Linked DNA regions of Bos taurus: region 2 is linked to region 1. A link is a contact called in public Hi-C data. All regions are on one chromosome and are shown on one strand. The core of a region is the stretch at or near the end of the contact, and the rest is flanking DNA. Distances in the headings are between cores, read along the strand shown.

Evidence for each region. A called contact is a pair of places that touch in the nucleus more often than the background predicts.
Region 2: a contact with region 1 is called in a Hi-C map of liver, with 1.6 times the contacts expected there. The contact joins the promoter of NRP1 here to the enhancer-like site in region 1.

Annotation. Positions count from the first base shown.
Region 1 is chr13:19,049,911-19,053,103 of ARS-UCD2.0, forward strand. The region is part of intron 23 of PARD3 (par-3 family cell polarity regulator); the gene reads left to right. Among named protein-coding and RNA genes, the nearest start is that of MIR2285AW, 200 kb to the left of the region's middle. Within about 2 kb of position 1,886, at least 9 of the 102 cell types and tissues checked have an H3K27ac peak or open chromatin away from gene starts, as enhancers often do. A contact at or near this core is called in liver, where this site is marked.
Region 2 is chr13:19,633,395-19,636,739 of ARS-UCD2.0, forward strand. NRP1 (neuropilin 1) reads left to right here and starts at 1,930. Exons shown (of 17, transcript NM_001205660.2): 1 at 1,930-2,002. The coding sequence starts at 1,930.

The DNA of each region.
Region 1 (3,193 bases), core at 636-3,135:
TACTGGAACAGTTTGAAATCATTTTAGTGTTAAGGAACCACAAGCATATCTTCAAGCTGTGGGTACAACTTAGACCATGTTAGCTGAAGTTGTCCTGCTTGTTGGAAATGCCCACATGTGCAGTGCAGTCAGATGTATCATACAGAAAAATACCCAAGCCAATGACTTCACACACAGAGAGAGTTGCTACAGAAAATTCCCCCAAGTGGTCCTTTTTAACTCTTCCATTTTTCAGAATGTTCTCTTGACTCTGGCAACACAGAATGCACCTGTTCCCGGGCTTTTGTTCAAAATAACATTTGGGCTGGAGGAAGCTGATTTTTGGCACAAAAGGTCTTTAGATGAGCAGAGGCCTAGAAAATTTCCTTAGCTCCATAATTGAAGTGAGTTATCTCCCAAGTTGAGTAAAAGAAGAAGAAGCAGGAAAAGCAACTTCTTCCCCACCAAGTGCCAGGTGCAGCATAAATAAAGCAGCAAGTTGCTTTAAATCTTTGTTAAGAGAATGGCACAATAGCTGAGGTTAGGGTTATTATCCCAGAGCTCAGATATGGACAGGACTTAGTGTGTTGCTTTTAAAAGAATTGAATTGCAGACTGCAGACCTAAGTACAGTATGCTGTTAAAACTTTGCAGATACCTGACTGTTGCCCGCAGCAGACTCACTGACTGAGACGGCTGATGGATGGGATAATGGAGCCTTTAATAGCTCTATTGCTAAATCCCTTCCATCCTGGGTGGGTAGGGACTGAAAGTAGTTTAGTCCTTCAGATAGAAAATTGATCCTCCATAATGTGAAAATCCTCTTCTCCCCCAAGCTTGCTTCCTAGCTGTCTGTCCTTAAACAAAACCAAACCTGCTCCTTTCTCCATTTTCCCACTTTGGACTTTTGTTTTTAAAGAACGAAATTTTTTATTTTACATGTTTATTTATTTACTTGGCCATGCCGGGTCTTAGTTGCAGCACTTGGGATCTTCGATCTTTGTTGCAGCATGCAGGGTCTTTAGTTAAGGCATGTGGGGTCTAGTTCCCTGACCGGAGATTGAATCCAGGACCTGTGTATTGGGTGCACAGAGTCTTAGTCACTGGACCATCAGGGCCGCCCCTACCGTGGGCTTTTATTGGCTCCTCTTACCACTTAGTGTCTCACCTGCTTTAATTAGAGGGTTGGTCAGACTGCACAGCCATCCTACACCCCTAGACTGCCTTCCCTGGACCAGGGGAGTTTGAGGAAATGATGGTTCTCTTTTTGTCTTCCTCTTTCTTAAGACTTAAAGGCATCTGCTGTGATCCCCTCCTAGCAGGCCTCCACGCCTGGACTCAGGAAATGCCTTCTTAGTTGATAGCCTTACTGTGTGGAGTTTGACTCCAGTTCACATTGGGTGGCCATCACCTCCCTTGGAAATCCACCTGGAGGGAGCCATTCTAGCAGCAAAGGGGTGCCCTGGAGTCGTGTAAGGGTGTCCCTGTGCTGCTGTAGAGCAGCCCTGTTTCTTGGAGTCCCATGACCTGAGGGCTGTTATACCCAAGGAGCCCTCTGGTGGTGAAGTGCATGAGGCTGCCTGCCTCTCATCAGCGACGCTGGAGGGCTGCTCCTTTATTTTCAACCTATCTGCTGATTCCGACAGGAAACCAGATCCTAGCCCTGGTTGGGAAAGATGAGAAGAAGACAAATAGTGTGTTAAGACCAAAACACATATTTATAAAATCTTGATGAGGGAAATTGGTATGCACTGCCATTTTTCAACCATTACTCACATCATTAGTAGCAATTAAGCTTTTCAACATTCAGAGCCCACAGAGTTCAATCGATAGCTGTGTCAGTACAGTGTGTGATGGGTAGAGGGGAGGAGGGCTGGGAGGACAGGATCCAGAGACAGAAGTTAACTTTGTTTGGATTAGAAGTTGGCAATTAAGTCCACAATAGAAAATCATTTACCAGTGTTAGCAATGGCCACTTTTAAACAGAGTCAAAAACGTACACCCTTAACATGATTCAGTGACCTTTTGTTATCAGAACATGGAATTCATACTAGGTTCACAGTATATTTGAATCACTAAAATGAGAACTTTAAATCTCAAGGGATATCATTGTTCTTTGTGTTATTATTGTCATCTTCATTGTCAGCATCTTCATCACAGGTTTTCATCTAAAGCACACAGACTTTTTGTATTTTATTTTTGCTTTCTCTACATGCCCTGGACATATGTGAAAATTTGAAAAAAAAATTTTAATTGAAGTATAATTGCTTTACAATGTTGTGTTAGTATCTGCTGTACAATAACATGAATCAGCTATATGTATACACATATTCCCTCCCACCTCCCCACATCTATCCCTCTAGGTCATTACAGAGCTGAAAATTTTGTTATTCATAGTTTAAGTAGAAAACCCACCCCAAATAATCACTTATAAGACTATTACATATATGTGTGAATACATACAAAAGAACACACACATATTCTTACATGCTTTTTCTTATCTATAAGAAGAAAAATTAGTGTATTTAAAATTATTAAATGCTTTATGTAAATGTTAATAGAACTAATGAATTTTATTCATGAGGCACATTTTTACATGAAGCTCTAAAAGTCTTATAATATCACCTAGTTCTAATCAGTTCTGAAACTTGTAGGGTGTATATTTGTTTTTTCTTTAGTATATTAACAGTTTGGGCTTTGTATTTTTATTTTTATGTATTGTCTTTTTTAATTTGGAAAAATAAGGATGATTTTACTTAATGCTGAAGCATTTCTTGATTTACTGAAATAGTACACAGAAGAGATTTTCACATTTTGTTCTACACTAGTGAGTAATACCAAAATTGTGGAACTTTCAAAGTTTTATGTAATTTTTAAATATAATATAAATAGTAAAATCTCTTCGTAATCATGATAAACACTAGTACTTTGCAGCTCATTTACAAAAGCAACCTGCATAGCCTTGACTGGTGGTTTTTAAACATAAGCCGTGAAGAGAGTCACGTATCTGTGGTTTTCCAGCATATTGTGTAAGAGATAATCATGTATTTACTTCTGTCTTACAACCCCTGTCATTATTATGGCCGTGGCAACCTTGGCTATTTTTTTTCCTTAAAAGGTCATTTCTTGTCACCAGTTTCATCACAAACAAGGCCAGGGTTATTTATAATTTGCTCTCTTAAAACAGAGCTGCCGTCTTGTTATCTGGTGAATCT
Region 2 (3,345 bases), core at 680-3,179, 580 kb after region 1:
GGGGCGCGTCACCGCGCCCAGCCGCCACCCGCTAGAGCGGAGCCCTAGCCCGGGCCCGCGCGCGCTGGGCCGCCTCTCTCGCGTCCCGCCCCTAGTTCTTCCGCCAAAACCTTTGACCAGAGTCTTCCTGCCAACATTCCTAAATCCCTTTTGCCAGCTCTTTGCGCCAGGTAGGAATAAGGCTCTGCTTTCGGGTGTGTGCAGAAACGCCGTTCCCAGAAGGCGGCTGACCTTTTCACCTTCCCCACGAACTCCTTCGGAGGGGGCCCTGGGCATTTACCTTCTCAAGGGCCTGATTCGCAGCCAAAACCTGTTTGTTCCCTGAAATGTCCTTGCTATTCCTATCTGCAGAGGCTTTCTGCACCAGTTCCCGGAAAACCCTTCGGGGACCGAACTGGGGGGCATCCAGAGCCCACTGAGGACGCGCTGCCGTGGGAGGCGGGGGTGGGCCGGCGTGACAACGGCCTGTAGCCGGAGCGGGCACCGTGAGAGCCCGGCCAAGAGCAACACCCCACCCCCGCCACTGTTCCTGCTCCCCAGTGATGCACAGGAGCCCCGACCGCTGGACCCCTCATTTCCAAACCCCGAGCACCTGGGCTCCGAATGAGGTGGCTGGGCGGGGTCGGGCGACGACTGCCCCCTAGCTGGAAGGCTCACCACCTTCCACCCTCCGGCGTCCCCTCTGGCCGGGAGGAGAGGACACCAGATCTTCGGCAACAATGGAGCCCGCGGCGCGCGGCGCACACCCGGGCTCGCCAGGCGCCCAGCAGCGCGCCCCGATACGGGGCAGGGAGGCCGGGCGGGGCTGCAGCACAGCATAGTCCGCGTGAGTCTACTGACTCGGCTCTACGTGGCAGCGACACTTCCGACCCTCGCCCGGCTCCGGGGTGCGTCCCCAACCCCAGCCCCTTTCCTCCTTCCCTTCGGGCCTGACCCGCAACGTCCAGGGGCGCCCTGCTGCTCCTGCCCCAGGTCACGACCCTAGGTCACGCCTTGGGCTCCTCCCGGGGGTTTCGGAGTTGGGAGAAGCAGCCGCCACCTCCCGGGCGCGCTGCCTGTCTCCGGCAGCCGACCCCCCAAAATCCTAGCGGAACTGCCCCGCTCTCCCCCGGGGGCCCGAGCGAGCATGCCGAGGTGGGCTAGCCCGACCCTGGCGCTGCCACCGACCTCGACGACCGGTTCCCCCCCAAACACATCCGCCACCCGGCCCTGGGCACGGAGTCTCGGCGCCTCCCTGCCGGGGAAGATCCCAGCAGGGCCTGTGGGAGAGACGGACAGACGGACGGGGAACGTTCAGGGAGAGAAACTTGTTCCTCCCCGTCTCTGTCAGGCAGTCGCCGGCGAGCCTGTGCGGGGAGAGGGGCGGGGGGAAGCGAGGGAAGGGCTCCAGAAGGGGAGGGGAGGAGGCGGTGGGGGAGGCGGGGGTGCAGTTGGTGAAACTCCTCCGTCTCCCGCTCATCTTTTCATTGCTTGCTCCTCTTCTTCGCGCAGACACCCCGACCTCCCTTGGGCGCCAGCTCCCCGGCCCCAACGGGTCCAGAATCAAGCCGAATTTTTTTTTTCTTTCTTTCTGGAAATTGGCGTTGGTGTGTCTCTACGTCCCTCCTCCCCCTCCCACACCCCCACCTTTTTTTTTTTTTTTTGAGACATGGCCCGGGCAGCGGCTCCTGGAAGAGGAACAAGTGTGGGAAAAGAGAGAGGAAACCGGAGCTAAATGACAGGATGCAGGCGACTTGAGACACAAAAAGAGGAGCGTTTCTCTCGGATCAAGGCATTGCCTCGCCGCTTTTCTTTCTCCAAAACGGTCTGAGGATTTTACAGCTCCGGGAGGAGTGAAAGCGCTCCGGATCGTGGAGATCGCCCCGGTGCTCTGTTTTCCCCGCACGTTCGGTTCTCCCGCGTTCGCCCCGGAGACCCGGCGAAGGGAGGATGGAGAAGGGGCTGCAGCTCCTGTGCGCCGCGCTAGCCCTGGTCCTCGGCGCGGCCGGCGCTTTTCGCAACGGTAAGTGACAGGCGGAGGCGCGCGGCCGCGGGGGTGAACCCGGTTCCCGGCTGCCCGCGCCCAGCTGCCGGGACCTACCGGGGAGAGCCGCCTCCCGGTGAAGGAAACTTTTAGCCAGACGCAGAAATCAAGAAGTAAGATCAGTCGTTGTAGGTAGGGCAGGGAGATTTCACGTCCTCTGACTCCCTCCTGAAGTTGGTTGTTTGGCCATGGGGTATTTCCCACCTCTGCTACAAGGCAGAGCGCCCTACCTTCCCAGATCAGCGCACCAATTATCTTAATAATGTTTCCTCCCCAAGGCAATTAGAGGAGACTCCCTTTCAAAAATATGATGGCTGTTGAAAGTTAATGAACACTTTACCGGGAGCACTTCCTGATTCTCCGACAGCTCCCCCGAACTGATTCCTGTGGTGGGTGCCCGCAGGAGATAGCGGTTTGCGGGTGGGTGTTAGTCCCTCCTCCGCTTTTCCAAACCAGCCCTGCTCCGTCTGGAGTATGAATGAAAGTTATATCGCGTCAATAAAGGAATCTGATACACACGCTGTAAGGCACCAGGATATGTGAAAATCCCCTAACCTAGTTGCAGCTTCCACTTAGCTTTTAAAACCTCTCAGTGTTAAGTAAATGGAAGACCGTGCTGGGTTAGAAGCAGTATCCTGTAACGTAAATAGTGTGTTTTAAAATGGGATCTGGTTGTAGGCATGTTCGACTTACACTGTAAAGTAGGTGGAAGCAAGGGGGCGGGTGACATTATCTTTACAGTAAGTCTTCAGCAATTATTATTAACTAATTATCAAATATTTACTTTAGCCTGGCTTAGATTTCAATCAGAGTAATTAGAACGAGAGCCCATCCGCTACTTACCGGTGGTATATTGTTTTAATAAGAGACCACAAGTGGAGGAGTTCATACCGAGAGGAATTTAAATCACATCTTTATGATGGGCGTTAATCTCTCTAATATGCTTTTTAGAGGTTTCGTGATTGAAGCAATAGATTTCCCGAGCAGCTACCAAGCAGTGTTCTAAAAGATATGCTTGGAAGCAAAACACACACAATTGTGAATGTAGAGTTCAATTTATTAATGAACCTCAGACGATGGCATCCTTCTCTAGTCTGGCAGAGAATGAAATAACACTCACCTCCAATTGAAAGAGCTCCAGTGGTTAGACTTTAGAAATTACAGTAACCCAACATCTGCTTCCACGGTGGCGGGTGTTCATAGGATGGATTTGAAATCCAATGCCAATAGCTTTCAGACTTTAGGCTGTGAACTCCATATGTATGTCTGTGTGTGTGTGTGTGCATGTGTGTGTGTGTATACATACATGAGAGATATACATA